Regions from separate parts of the Urocitellus parryii genome. Here region 2 is linked to region 1. A link is a contact called in public Hi-C data. All regions are on one chromosome and are shown on one strand. Each heading gives the region's core, a stretch centred on a gene start, on an enhancer-like site or on the middle of the called end of the contact. The rest is flanking DNA. Distances are from core to core; before and after follow the strand shown. Region 1 holds the start of Zfyve9 (zinc finger FYVE-type containing 9). Region 2 holds the start of Orc1 (origin recognition complex subunit 1).

The links. A called contact is a pair of places that touch in the nucleus more often than the background predicts.
Region 2: a Hi-C map of muscle shows a contact between it and region 1, with 6 times the contacts expected there. The contact joins the promoter of Orc1 here to the promoter of Zfyve9 in region 1. A contact is called at or near these places in 2 of 2 Hi-C or Micro-C datasets (liver and muscle).

What each region holds. Positions count from the first base shown.
Region 1 is chr11:35,415,413-35,423,364 of mUroPar1.hap1, forward strand. Zfyve9 (zinc finger FYVE-type containing 9) reads left to right here and starts at 3,062. Exons shown (of 18, transcript XM_026382175.2): 1 at 3,062-3,425.
Region 2 is chr11:35,657,605-35,665,556 of mUroPar1.hap1, forward strand. Orc1 (origin recognition complex subunit 1) reads right to left here and starts at 4,236. Exons shown (of 17, transcript XM_026382647.2): 1 at 4,222-4,236; 2 at 2,591-2,690; 3 at 1,852-1,976; 4 at 105-283. The coding sequence starts at 2,685.

The DNA.
Region 1 (7,952 bases), core at 1,812-4,311:
CTTTCTCTCTTCCTTTAGTACACCTATAATTTAGCATATACCCTAGACCAAAGTTAGTAGTAGAATTGGAGAGGAGAGAAATTTAAAAAGGAAGAAAACAGAATTTATTAGGCTTCATGGCCTATTGTTCAGGACACAGGAGTAAAGGAGGAACCACAGATTTTTGGATTGGGCAACTGGGAGGATGATGGTGCCATTCACCAAGCCAGGAAATGGATATTTTTTTGGCCTGGATTTTATTTTATTTTGAGATGGGATTTTGTTATATCGCCTACACTGGCCTCAAACTCCTGGGGTGGAATGATCCTCCTGCCTCAGCCTTCAGAGTAGCTAAGATCACAGATGAGCACTACTATGTCTGGTTTGGTCTGAATTTTAAAGAACACATTCTACCTTTATTTTATCTATTTATTTTTATGTGGTGCTGAGGATCAAACCGAGGGCCTCCCACATGTGAGGCGAGCACTCTACCGCTGAGCCATAACCCTAGCTCCAAAGAACACCTTCTAAAGAGCAAAGAAAATTTTGGTAAGGGTGACTTCAAACTAACTTGAAAAAAACATTCTTAGAATACTGGCTTTCTAAAGTATGTTTATGGCATAAAAATGAAAGTGAGGAGGTAGACCAAACAGCATGGGAATAAAGAGGTATTTTTGAGTCACTGAATAATAATGAAAATCAATGAAAAATTGAGAGTAGGGTAATCAAGTCAATTGACTGCAGGCCAATATATTAATATGAAAAGGAGATTTATGACAGAAGAAAAGCAGATGAGAAGTATTTCAGGTGCAGGGAGCAAACTGAGTAGGAAGAGCCACCAATAATGGACTGAAATTGTAGTAGACCAAAAGGATTTTAAGTAAACTAGTATGATCAGGGAGGTGGTGGTAATGGTAAAGTCAGGCTTGATCAGCAACAGAATTTGAAGAGAAGGGGAGAAATTGTGAAGCAAGAGGAAACTAGTCCTGGGAACAAATGAATCATCTTCAAGTAGTAGCTACACCCTGGGTAGCATAATTGATTCATAAACAAATGCAGATTTCCTGCAGTGGTAGTTATCTAGGTTTGGAAAGCACAGTGCTTATGTTAGGTTGCCAAACTGATCTAAATTAAAGAACCCCTTTCTTTAGCCTGAAAAATTTTTAGCAATAGTAACTTACCCTTGCAGCATTTTATTAATATTGCTAAGAGGACTGTTGGAGTATCAAATAGGGGATGAGAAAAACATCAGGTTACTTCCAGCTTTTCCTTAGGTTGGATGAACTTCACATGTAAAATGGTGGTAGCATAGTTACTAATTCATGAAGTTGTTATGAGGATGAATCACCATTTCCTTCTAAGCCCCAGTTTCTCTTGTTATAAAAAGGGGAGAGCGATTTTTTTTTGTAATGTGACTCAGAGGTATGTGGTGAAGACACATCTAGGACTATATAGGAACAGTTTTCATTGATGAGATGAGAACTGCTAGGTTATATTTTCTCTGGGTGGCTGCTCAATTATTATTTGAACATTTCCTGGAGACCTTATGTACTTTTTTCATTATGATTTGTTATTATTAGGCCATAACCTAAGGTAAGATAAGACTGCTTTATTATATTTTTATACAGAAAATATACTGGTTCTATGTTGATATCTGCTTTGCAACAGAAAGTCAAAGGATCCAGTACATTAGGTTCTGGTCTTCAGTGGAGGGATGTTATATAAATCTGTTAGTGAAATTTCACCCAGACCAGGGAGGATGAATGATGCACACATCTCTCTCTCTCTCTCTCTCTCTCTCTCTCTCTCTCTCTCTCTCTCTCTCTCACTCACACACACACACACACACACACACACACACACACAAAGATAAAAACGAACAACAACAAAAATTCTGGCTGGGCATAATCTTGGGCCTAAAAAAGACTGAGAGTGTTCTGAAATCAGCAAAAATTGGACCTAACATTTATTGAGTACCTTCTAATAGGCCAATCTCTCCATCTTCAATCTTCACAAGTAGCAAGGCAGGCAGGAGAAAACTGAGGTTCAAAATGTTACATAACTTGCCATGGTCCTAAAGCTATACATGGTGGAAATGGATTGGTAATATCAGGATCTGACACCAAAGTTCCAGCTCATTCTATCATACCACACTGTGGAGAAAACACACACACACACACACACACACACACACACACACACACACCCTCTTTTTGTAAAACCTGGAGGCCAGAGGATCTGGAGAATTTTTCTTTCCCTATTTCCATTTTGATAGTCTTTTGTTTGTTTTTGGTTCTGACGTTTGCACCTTAGAGGCTTAGAGGATGAGTGGGATCAAACACAGGGCATCTGTAAACAATGATTTTATAGTCCCCGCTAATGCATACAGGGATTTCCTTCAGAGCCTTACCTAGGATTTGGCAGGGATGGCGGGTGGAGAGGTGGGAGAGTAGAGGTGAGGGTGGGGGAGGGGGACTAGTAAAAGGATGATTCTTTTCTTACCTTTAAGTTGCTTATGAATTTCAGCACAAGCCGTTGGCTATTCTCTTCTCTTGTTCACCATATTTTTCCCTATTTTTTTTTTGGGGGGGGACTAGGGGTTAAGGGTTTGGTGCCTGTAGGAAATTTCTGTGATGATCTGTACGGTAGATCCAAAAAGAGTTAAGGTCAAAAACAATTCCTTCATCTGTTCTGGGAGGAGATTGTGTGTTTAAAAAAAAAAAAAAAAGGTTTGTTCTGGACATTCTTCTTTCATCCAGGCACACTGAAGGGATTAGAAGGGATACCCCCTCTTTCTGTGAGAAATGAGGCATGGAAACTGCCTCACAAGTGCGGGTTCGAGTGACAAGAGCGCTCACGTACCTTCTGTAGAGAAGGAAAAGGTGCTGGGGTCTGACGCGGGTGGGGACCGCAAGGGGTTGGTGGGAACCGCGGCTTCCGGCTCTCAGGAAGCGTCGTCAGGGGCGGACGGAGGGCGGCGCAGGGCGCGCGGGGCCCCCGCCACCCCCAGGCCGCGCTCCTTCGCGTTCCCTGCCGCTCGTGCCCGGCGCGGCAGCCGCAGTCCCGGCGCCGTAGCGGGACGTGGGGTCCAGGGGGCGCTGTGGCCCAGCGGCGCGGGCGGCTGGAGCGGCGGCCGAGACGCTGGAGGCTTCGTGGAGAATCACCGCCTGCAGCACCTCGGTCGTCCCACTGCAGTCTGTGCCCCCCGCCCGGCTCACCGGTGCTCCCTGGGACCCGCGTGGCTGCGGCGGCCCGGGAGCCGATGCGGCTGGGCGGGCACTGGGCCTCAGCAGCCCCCGCCGCCGCCGCAGCGACCACATCCCCTTCAGGAGTGCGAGGCTTTGCGGCGGCCCCTGTAGCCGCGCCGGTGCCCTCCTGGGGGGGAGACTTTCGGCTCGGGGACGACTCCCCCCGGCCATGGTGAAGCGACGGCGGCCACAGCCGAGGTGAGTGCGGCGCGACCCTGTCCCGGGCTCGCCAGGCTCCCACTGCCTGTGGGGGCCCTGGTTGCAGCCCTCAGGCCGGGCGGACGCGGCGTCCTGCCGCTGCGGCTGCCTCTACCCTGCGGCTCTGGGGGCCTCAGCCCTTCCTCGCCGCGTCCCCCGGGAGGTCGAGGTCCGTGGGGGGCGCCTAGGCCCCGAGAGAACGCTCTCCCGGGCCTCGGTTCCGGTGCGGCCCGGTGTGTGAAGAGGTGGCTGACGGCTGCACCGGTGCCCTTTGGGTTTGCTCCGGGCGGGGCCGAGAGAGGCTTCTTACCCGGGCCCTGCGTGTACATCCCGGAGGGAGGCAGAGGACGCCTGTTTGCAAACAACCTTAGCTTTCCATCGCCCTGTACTGAGTCCTGCAGAGTCCGGGGGGTGGGGGTGGGGAGGCCGGGTAGGGTGAGGATTGAGGTGCTAAGAGTTCGGGACCCTTAGAGCCCTGGAGTGTCATTCACGGATTCGACTTCCTAGAGAAAAGCCTTTTGCGACTTATTTGAGGTGAAATTTCATCACCTGCGGGTAGCTCGTCCACTCCTTATATTACATCTTATCTCTAAGCGTGATCTGCCTTGGAGAAAGCCCCATCCCGTCTTTGCGTTGCTGTTTCCTAGATAAACACTACCGTTATAAAAATTTATTTTACAGAAATTTGTGTCTTTTCCACCTCCAAGAAGAGAGGAAATATTTTAGTGCTTCAGTCCTCGGTACAAAAATGTTCCCTCTAAATAGATCCAGAGGACGGATGGAAAGAGGATTTTAAGTCGTGCCAACTGTCCTAATAGCAGGAACCCCGATGGAAATGAATGTAGTCTAAATTTTAGAAGTAACGTGATTTGTTCTGGTATTGATATAAAAAAAAGTTAGTGATTGCAGTTTGGTACAGTAAGTCAGATATTTGGGTACTTATGATTTATGGTAAATGTGATGACAGGTTATTCTTGTTTTCTAAAGTATGTGAAGGTGTAAGATTTGTAGGTACTTCTAAAACTGTAATCATGAAAAAAAATCCTTATAGTAGAAAATTGGTAAAGTGCAGAAAGGTAGTATGTCGACTCAATAAATATTTAATCACTAGGGAAAACATATTCTTAATCTCATAGTATGTTTTTGTTGGTCATTCAGAGTTTAAAATGGTGATTTTTAAAATTATTATTTCTTTGTATTAGGTTCAAAGATTAGCTGACTGATTCACTTTATATCCAGGTGTTTGTATAAATACCCATGAAAATGTCTTACTAAATTACATTGGGACCATAGTTGAATTTATCAACTAAAACAATAATATGGGGTAATCTTCTAGATACCTAGAAAAGCCATAATTTAACCTCTTCTGCAGCATGAGAAGCTCCTAAGGTCTAGGGAGGTTAGGCATGGTAAACATTTTTGAGGAACTGCTGTTATATGTTGTACACCTGCATTGTTTATTTGCTGTTATATGTTGTACACGGAGTTGTTTTTCTCACATAGATCTTGCTGTGTTGCCCAGGCAGGTCTCAAATTCATGAACTCCAGTGATTCACCTGCCTCAGCTTCTGGAGTAGCCAGTAATACAGCACTGGGCTCCTTGTATTGTTTTTGTCAGATTTTGTTTAAATATTTCTAACTGTAAAAATTGGCTGGATTAAAATTTTTGTTAGATTAATATAGGTTTTTAAAAGTCTTATTCATTTCTCGAAGGGTTTTTAAAGACCAACATTAGAATCAGTTGAGAGTGCTGATTTAAAAAATAATCAGCTGATTATTAATATTATTTATAATACTGATTGCTGGCAGCTTGAATTAGAATCCTAGAGATAATAGTGGCTCAAAAGTCTTCCTTTTTTTTTTTTTTTTTGTGTGTGTGTGTGTGCTGGAACCCAGGGTTCACATATGCTAGGCAAGTACTTTGCCACTGAACTACATTTCTAGCCTTAAATTTTTTTGTTTGTTTTTAGATTTTGAGACAGGGTCTTGCTAAATCGTCCTATTTGGCATCAAATTTGTGTTCCTCCTGCCTCAGCCTACTGTGGTAGCTGGGTTGTCTGTCCTCTTGCCAGCTAAAAATCTTAATTCTTATTAAGTGTCTCCATTCTTATTAAAGTTTGGAAATCACTGTTAAAAGTTAACTAACCTTGCAGGGTGTGGTGACACATGCCTGTAATCCCAGCAGTTTGAGAGGCTGAGGCAGAGGATTGGGAATTCAGACAGCCTCAGCAATTTAGTGAGGCCCTAAGCAACTCAGTGAGACCCTGTCTCCAAATAAAATATAAAAAAAGGACTGGGGATGTAGTTCAATGGTTAAGTACCCCTGGATTCAATACCTGGTACAAAAAAAAAAAAAAAAGTTAACTAACATTGCTGGGCATAGTGTCACATGCTGTAAGGCTGAGGCTCGAGGATTCTAAGTTCAAAGCTAGCCTCAGCAACTCAGCAAAACCCTATTTAAAAAAAAAATGCTGGGCATGCTGCTCAGTGGTTAAGTGCACCTGGGTTCAATTCTGGTGCCAGGAAAAGAAAAGTTAACTAACCATACCTAGCTGAATGAAAACATAAATTTTTTAGCAAAGCTATCAGTCTTAAGTGGCAATAAAAGTAATTTCTCATAGCAACAGATAATGGTGTTATAATGTTAGAAAGAAAAGTGAAATTTTGAGAAACAGCTGATGAACAATTCAGTTTCAACAAACATTTATTAGAGCCTCCTGTAGTCACTGTGGTGTTACAGAAGGATATCTGACCACTTATCTTGGCACTTAATGGACCTTGTTGTCATTGTCTGTAAAATGCAGATAGTTATTATACTTTACCTTGTAAAACTTTTAGGATAAATGCATTTGAATAAGTATTGAAGTAAAATAAAACATTTATAAAATTGTAGCTATTAATCTGAAGTGTCAGATTCTGTCTAAGTGTTCCAAGAAGCACAAAAAACGACCAAGGTTTCTACTAGTGTTTAGCTAATTCTGGAAGCAGGACAAGTTTAATTAACTGTTACAAGGCAGGGTCAGAAAAATGTTGTAATTGAGTGGAATGAACTAGAATGAGCTAGATCTTTGCTTAGGGCTTCTGTGTCTCATCCAGTGCCATGCCTTTTAAGAACATTGGTAAAGGATGGGGATGTGGCTAACATGAGAGAGGCCCTGTGTTCAAACCCTAGCACCACCAAAAAATAAAAATTAAAAAAATTGATGCATTTATTCCAATTCCTGATTCAATGTTTTCTTCTTCTTTTTTTACTTTTTAAAATTTATTTTTATTGATGCATTATAATTATGCATAATAGAGGGATTCACTATGCCATATTGGTACCTGCACATAATTTGATCAATCTCATTCCCTAGTATTTCCCTTTCCTTCCCATGATTCAGTGTCTTCTTTAAGGAAATAATTGTATATGTTGCCTTATAAGTGCTAGTTTTATATTGACTTCTTAAGAAAGGCAGAACGAATGGAGATGATTCCTTTGTTGCAAGGCTACCACTGTTCATTGCACTCACTAAAACTTTCATTTGACACCTGTTGTGTGCTGGCCACAGACTGGCTGATAGCAAGGCACAAAGCTTCATTAAAAGATAATTGCCTGGATTTTAGCTAAAGGTCTTTTGTTGCTAAAGGGTGGTGTGTGTGTGTGTGTGTGTGTGTGTGTTTTATGATTATTAATTGCATGATATGGTGCTGTTTGTGGAGTCAGATGTGACAGGAATCCTTATATAACTCTTAGAGCAATGTGACATTTGGATTTTGAGTTTATTCTTCTGTGTTATTGTAGTAAAAACTCTTCCCCTCCCAGGGAAATAGAACAGGTTCTATGAGAAAAAATTATCAAAAGCAATTAGCTCAGTGTCTGTCACATAGAAGGTAATCAGTAATTATACATTTCCATTTGTCCTTTTGAGGAAAATAAAAACAAAAACCAGGCCTTAGAATTTCTGTGTGACTTAAAATTTGGGAGCTTTAATTGTTTTAGAGAATGAATCTATTTTGGAATTCTTTGAAATTTTCGATAGAAATAATTTTGATTCTAATTTAGTACACTTTTTTCCATTTCATTTTTTATTGCACATTATTCATATCCACAATTTTACATTGATTTTTAATAGTACTTATGTGTATTTGACTGCATTTTATAGAGCAACATTCTTTATATATAATGATCATTGGAAAATACATAGTTGCCAATATTGAATAGAAATAGTATACATACTTAATTTTCAAAAGTAATATTAATTTATTAAACATTTAAGAACTGAAGAGTTTTTGAAACATAGTCTTTTCCTTTTGATCTATAGTAAATTAGAACTGGATTTTATAATCTGTCACACATGGGTTCCAGTCTTATAACTTATATTACCTTGAACAAGTTTCTTACTTTCTTTAAGCCTTAATTTATTCTTCTATAGAATAAGGCTGACAGTACCCTCTTTATAGGATTACTGTGAGGATTAAGTGATATGTGTGACAGAGAGCTATAGTTCAGTCCCATGGGTCCTGGTAAGTAAGTGTAACTTGAGA
Region 2 (7,952 bases), core at 2,986-5,485, 240 kb after region 1:
TTCCCATGGGGCAAATTAGAGCCAGTAAATTTCTGAGGTCATGCAGTTTAGAAGGTAGACGGAAGTAAGCTTCAAGACAGAACTGGGATCAAAGCACCACCTACCTGAACAGAGCCAATGATGGTCTCAGCACTAATGTTGCTGTCACAGGCAGGGTAGTCATACCAGAATATCTCCCGCGCATCAGGCTTCCGTCCCAACAAGTGCTGTTTATGGGCAGGGACTTCACAGAATCGGACAAACCACTGTACTCGAGCACGTTTTTTGGAATGAAGTTCAGAATCTAGAATGATCAGGTATGAAGGGGAGAATTAATAAAATATGAGAACATTTTATTAAGTACTTCCTATGTGCCAGTTCCTGTGATAAGCCCTCAACTATTGAATTCCATACCCATAATAACCCTGCATGTAGGTACTATGTCTTTTACAGGCAAAGAAATCAAGTTTCAGGGACCTTAAATAATTTGTCAAAGGTCATTCGATCCACCAACTACATTCAAGCTGACTCCACCCACATTCAAGCTCTTCTCAGGTTGTTTCATTTCCTAATGGTGTTATCACTGGACAAGGAATTACAAAAGGGATTTGAAAGGATCTACTCTAAACACAAACACTGACTAGTGGATCAATTCTACAAATTGGTAATTATAAAAAAAGCACCTCACAGCAGGAAGGAGAAAAAAAGAATCCTAGCAGGAATCAGAATAGTGACCATGGGGATGACTTAGCAATCACTGGCTTGTAATCTTTAGCTTTATCATTATAATACACCATTAATATCACTGTAAAGGCATACATTCAATAGTATCACCATCACCAACCTCTCTTCTAAACTCTTTCCAGAGAAACTAAAGCCATCCAATGGAGCAGCACACAAAAGGAAATCTAAAACCTCCACACAAAACCCCACATTTCTGCTGATGTGCTCCCCCTGGTGGATTTCAGTTGCATTGTTTTTTCTTCATAACTTGTCAAGTATCTCCCCTGTGTAAATAAAAACATCCTTATCCATTGGCTGTATCCATTCCTTTTCTTAATAAATTGCCACAGGACTATCTAACTCATGCTATTCCTCTTCTAAATCCCTAGGAAGAAGTAGTTTTGTGTAGTTTCTTTTTCTTTCTTTATTTTTAAAGTAACATGTTTTATTAATTTTTTTAATGTGGTGCTAAGGATTGAAACCAGTGCCTCCAACACACTAGGGAGTGCTGCACCACTGAGCCACAACCCCGGCCCTTGTGTAGTTTTAAGTTGTTCTTTCTTCTTAATTCTTCCCTTGGAACCTGGCCAATCCCACCTTCCTGCATGCTCCTGGTCTGCAAAGGGCTCAAGGCTCAGCACTTAATGAGCTCTGACCTTTTCAACCCTATACACAAGTTCCTCTGGAATGTATATAACTGAAGTGCTTTTGTTTTCCTGACTAAACACCAAATGATACACCTTCCTAATCCAACTTACCCCTTAAGGTCCTTGTAAAGATGCACTTGCAAAATTTATTACTAACTTCCTCATCAATTAAAGGATACAAGTATATCACAGTACAAATCACCTATTTTTTTCCTTCCCTCTTTCTCAAACTCATTCTTTCTCTCCATCCTCCAAATCTGCCTTTATGATCACTCTTAGAATTAATGGAAAAGATAGATTCTTGAGTCCTCCAATTCTATTTTACCCACTACTACTGCTATGGTGAGTAAAGAAGTTTTCTAGATGGAAAAGGGAATGGTTGGTGCTAACATGTATAGGGTACTCTGCGCACTGCTGTGAACTAAGGAATCATCAGCCTCTCCTGCTCTTACCTCCAGATTATTTCTATCAGCAACAAGGTTCATTCCAGCCCCAAACTCACCATCTTCAAACAACTCAATCAACTTAGCAATATAGGGGTTTTCTTCATCATGCCCTTCAATCAACACAAATTGTCCAACTTGAATGTGCATCTGAGTCGAACAACCTACTTTCATACATATTTCTCTAGGAAGTAACAAAGAAACATGTTAGGAAATCTTTAAGGGTGGGAAAAGCTCTTCAGATCTTCTGGAACCAGAAAGTGTTCTCAAACTAGAAACTCCCCTAAATAATTTCTCTATGCTGAGCAACTCTCCTACAGGGAAACCAATGCACTCAATTATATTTAAGCCTAGACAAAAATGGGCCAAACTAATTGTTTTAGCATGAATGATAAATATAAAAGTCTTAACACAAACCCTAACTTCCCTCACGTATTGACAAAGAAAAATAAAGGCTTCCCAAGGATGGAGAGCTGCCCAATGATAATACCAAAATTATCGAGCTGGAAAGGACATATTAACATCTTTCATCTTGTTATCATAAAGAGTTAGACAGAACTCAGCTTAAGTAGCTATGACCTTATTTTATTTATCAAATTTTACTAACCAACAACTTTGGCCCATCCCTATTTATTCTATCATCTTCTTCCATCAGACAAACACCCTCCTTACAATCAACACATATCTACATCTCTCAGTCTTCAATTCATGGGAACTAGAATAGGCTGGATCTAAGTTATTAACAGTTTAACTTCGGAAATTGTATTTCCAGCCCAACCACAAGGCCCCATCACTCACTTGTAAGTTTGGTGGTGCAGTTTGCGATCCAGCAGTGGCCTGCCAACCCACGAGTAAGTTTGTCTGATCTTCTGCCTTGTCTGGTAGGGTGCCATGGCTCCTGTGAAAAAGCCTCAACTCTGAATTACCATGGCAAATTCTGATGGATTCTAAGACACAGTCAGCCCCCCTTCCATGAATTCAACCTTTGTTTTCCTGCCCCTGCCTCACCCCACACATTTTAGAGATAGGTAACAATTTCTTTGAGGAAAAAGTAAAGTTCCATGAAGATTAAATATAGGCAATTTGGCATCATTTATGTCTTAAGATATGCCTCATTTCTTCTTACCTAAGGAAACAGGAGGGTCAACATGTACAGAAATACTAGCAACAAGGCACAAGAGGTGTGAAACATCTAACAATGTGAAATGTCTTCACAGTTATGATCCAGATAGGGATTAAAGATAAATGTAGTAAAGGAAACTATTAAATAGTGTCAAGAGCCCAGAGGAACCAACAGAAGTTAGAGGACTGGTTCTTATGGCTATTCAAAAAGGGAAGGATTCCTATAGAAGATTCCTGAACTGAACATGGAAGTTCGTAAATATTGACAAAGACTGAACTCAGTTCCAAGGGATGAAGAAGGTAGGCAAGTGATATTTGGGAGACAGCAATGGGTTTCATCAAGTGTATAATTTCATTTACATTAAAAAAAAAGTTATCAGTGTTACTAAGCTGTACTGGTCTGATAGTTGGGAGTGGCTGTTTCTTTGCAGCTGATAGACCCAGATATGAGTACTGTGAATAGCTGAAAATAAATGCTCATGCTAAAATACAGGCGGGGAAAAGGTACTTTTAGTGATGAAAACAGAAATATGGATGAAAATACAAATATAATCATTTTTACAAAGAATTTGGGCATTACAATCTGATAGTTCTAATAATGATGCCAATCCATTATTTTAAGCAACTTAAAAAATAAAACTTTCCTCTGAATTTCATGTTTTCCTTATAGAGCTAAAATTTGACAAAACTGAGTTAAAAAAAAAAAAAGCCAGACCAACAGAATTATTCTGAATTAATGATTACGAGACCAAAATTTTAGTTTAAGTTGAAAACAACATTCTCCTTCAAAAATTAGTTTCCTAGAACTCAGTGGCATTTTATCCTGCATTCTATTGGGGAATATTTGCAATCTAAGATTTTGTGTTTTTGGAAGTTTTTTAACTTTTGAGGGAACTAATCCAAAAAGGAAATATTGAGTCATTAACAAATAAACTGTTTACAAAAGATACATGAAAGATCACTTTAAGTAAATTAAGAGTATCAATCTAATTTTTCTTTTGTAGTTGTAGATGGACAGAATGCCTTTATTTTTTTATGTGGTGCTGAGGATCGAACCCAGTGTGCCTCGAAAGCTAGGCAAGCGCTCTACCACTGAGCTACAACCCTGACCCTCTCAATGTAATTTTAATGAGGCATAGTGTGAAAATGAATAAAGAGCAAGGAAAATAGAGAGAGCAAAACCAACTGGAAGACTTGCCCAAGTAAAAAGTAAATTTGCATTCATAATATCAAAGTATCTTTTGGTCAAAATTAGTAAACGTGTTTGAATCTAAATAAATGTTTAAGGAAATACATAACAAATTTACCTTCAATATGTTTCTTCTGATGGATGACGTAACACAAAACTTTCAGAAATTAACTTGGAAATGTTAACCTTTTCCACAATGAAGTCAGATAAAATGTGCTATTGAGATACAAAGAAAACACCCAAGTAAATTGCAGTGCTCACTAAGCTCTCATTAAAAAAAAAAAACAAAACGGGGAAATAGCATCTACTACTTCCTTATAAAATCAGTACTTCTCAGCAAACCTTCTACAATTCTCAAATAATCTAACTGTAAAATATATAGCCTAATTTTTCACTTTGACTATGACAACTTATTTTATGTGCACAATAATCTCATTTTTTTCAAACAAAAAACTAGCATAGGGAAAGAACTATGAAATGTATACCAAGAGGGCTTTAAATTCATGCTCAATTATTTTAAATCTAGACCATATTTTAGTTTACTAAAGCAGATATCATCTTTCAAAAACCAAGTCATGGTAAAAGTCTCCTTTACTAGGAGACCAAGAGCCATACTTGATGAGACCAGAATAATGTGTGCACCATAAGGTGTATAATTCCACTTTCATTAAAAAAAAAAAAAAAATTATTAGTGTTACTGGTCTGATAGTTGGAAGAGGTATGTGATTTACCCTAGGCTGAGGAAGCAAAGTTACTGGAAGGACTAGGACCATATAACCTGCCATTCCTCTACCACTATGCCACATGCCTATTCCCATCATCAAACAAACCAAGTTTATTAGTGCCCTCAGACTATGTAACTGCTGTTCTCTTTTCCTGCATTACAGGGGTGGCTCAGGTCTCAGCTCCGATGAAACTCCCTCGGAAAGGCTTTCACTGAATACTCAGTGGGAAAGTTACTCTGCCATCATGTTCTATTATACCATCCTATTATGACCATCATATTATTTTCCTATTTGTTGTGTTTCTCACATTTGAATGTTAAATTCCAAAGAATAGAAACCTTGAGACCTTCTCTTTATTATTCATAACTGCATTAGTAATCCTTTGTCAGGACTAGGCATATAATAGGTAAACAAATGAAGGATGGAATTTTAAAAATCACCAGAACAAGCACGGCACTGTGATGTATCCCTATAATCCCAGTAATTTGGGAAGCTGAGGCAGGTAGATTACAAATTCAAGGCCAGCTGGCAACTTAGTGAGATGTTATCTCAAAGTAAAATAAAAAAATTTAAAGGGCTGGGGATATAGCTAAGTAGTACAGTACGGAGGTTTAATCCCCAATACCACAAAATAAATAAACAAATAAACAAATAAAAGATAAATCAGAGCCAAGCCCAGTGGTGCACAACTATAATTCCCAGCAACTCTGGAGGCTAATAATAATAATAATAATAAATCAAACAATTAGGACCACAGCAGCTGTGGTGAGAATGTAGATCAGCCAAAATACTTACATATTGCCAAAGGGAATGTAAGTGACACAACCACTTTGGAAAATCAAATTTTCTTAAATTCTGAACATATGCATAACCTTTGGCCCAGCAATTTCAACAGAAATACATAATATCATCAAAAGACATGAACCAGGGCCAGGCACGCAGAGAAGCTTAGGAGGCTGAGGCAGGAGGATCATGAGTTCAAAGCCAGCCTTAGCAACTTAGTAAGGCCCTAAGCAACTCAGCAAAACTCTGTCTCTAAGTCAGAGGGGTGGGGATGTTCAGTGGTTAAATGCCCCGAGTTCAATGCCTGGTACCCCCCACCCAAAAAGTCAAGAACCAGAATATTCATAACAGCACTATACAGTGATGAAATTAAACCAACTACAACTATATAGACAACAAAATTACATGAAGCCAAGGAAATCAGACACCAAAGGTAAAAAAGTCCTGAAATCTGCTGATTTCCTTATGCTGCATCTTCAGAAGAACTCCCCATTATTTTAACTTTTCATTGAATTACATATAGAAAAGTGTATAAATGAGAAATACACAGTTCAATCAACTCATTGCTCTTTCTCACCTTCCACCTAAAACTTTATCTCACCTACCATCAGCATACAAATTTCTCAAGAAAAATGGTGAGTGGACTGGAGAGGCTGGTCTGACTTGGTTTAGAAAAGGCTTTGGTTTCTAAAGATATCAGACACAGATGTCAGATATTAGAAATGTGAAATATGCACACCACTCAGTCTAGGAGCCACATTCAAGGGAAACAGATAAAGGAGTTGCTATAAAAAATTTTGAGCCAGTATGGAAGATTGAGACAAAACTCGTTTTTTGTAGACTAGGGATTGAACACTTGGCCTTATGCATGCTAGGCAAGTGCTCTACCACTGAGACACACCCCTAACCCTTTTTAAATTTAGTTTGAGACAGGATCTCACTAAGTTGTGCAGGGTGGACTCCAGGTTGTGATCTGACTTTTTCAGTTCCCAAGTAGCTTGGATTACAAGTGTATGCCACAATGCACAGCCTGAGCCAAAACTATCTCATTTAATTCTTATGATAACCCTAGAAAAATATCAGTACACAGTAAGTGTTCAATAATAAATATTTCCTAAATTAAAGGTATATATGTTAGTATCAAGGTGAAAACTACTGTTCAATTTTATACAGGATAGCACAGCCTTAACTCAAGACTCTAAACATCCAGATTCCATGACTGTGCTCTTAAATGCTTCACTTTACAACACACAGGGATTGTAAAGTGAACTGCATAATGTCTATGAGAGCTTACTTCTGGTGGCTTATAACAGTAAGTCAGGCTTCCTAGTCATTGAGTAAGAAAAGGTCAACTGGCCTTCAATTCCCTCATTCACAAAACACAAGCAATAGAACCTTCCTTCCTTTTGGCTAATCTTATTTATTAAGTACCAATTGTGTGCCAGGCACTATTCTAAGATTATTAGTGAGAAAATGCAAAATTATAAATCCACTCTCTTACATTAATTTGTATTATTTTTAATATAACTTAATATTTTGGAACTCACAAGTCATACAAAATGTTGCAAATAAATTCCAGGGAATTCAGAAAACTTCTAAAGTTCACATCCGGCCGTCTATTACAGTTTTAAAAAGGTTGCAGAGAAACTTGTTAAACCACGTTCTCACAATGGGGAAATGCCATTGGCATTCAAAAACTAATACAGCAGAAAAAAGGATACCATTATTCATATTTTACAGACAACTAAAACCAGATCTAATCATTGCACTTTTTCTTTGAAGTACTGGGAATTGAACCCGAACATGCTTTACCACATCCATCCACCCTTTTTATTTTTTATTTTGAGAGAAGGTCTCACTAAATTGCTTGCGGCCTCATTAGGTTGCTGAGGCTGGCCTTGAACTTGTGATCCTCCCGCCTAAGCCTCCTGAGTTGCTGGGATTACAGTCTTAAAATACCGCATCCTGTTTAATCATTGCACTTTCACAAGTAGCCCGGATAAGGATCTCGCACCTCATTCAAGTCCACTACTTTTCCCAATTGTCACATTAAAAGGCCCTTCGGTTCCAGGCTGAATTCGAGGAAGCAGAAAGGGTGCCATTACACTTCTCTCCTGGAAAGAATGTGGATGGGAGCCTATAGTTAAAAGCTGCTCATCTAGAGAAATCTGGGTAGGAGCCTAGGCATCTTAGCCACGAAAAATGACCTAGACAAATCTCTGGAAGCAATCGCTACATAGGCAAAACGAGTAAATAGCATCTGATCTGTCTTCCCTGTAGCGCTTGCTACACTATGGCTCAAGAAGGAGATGATTCGAGGAAACGCAGATGGAAGTAAAGG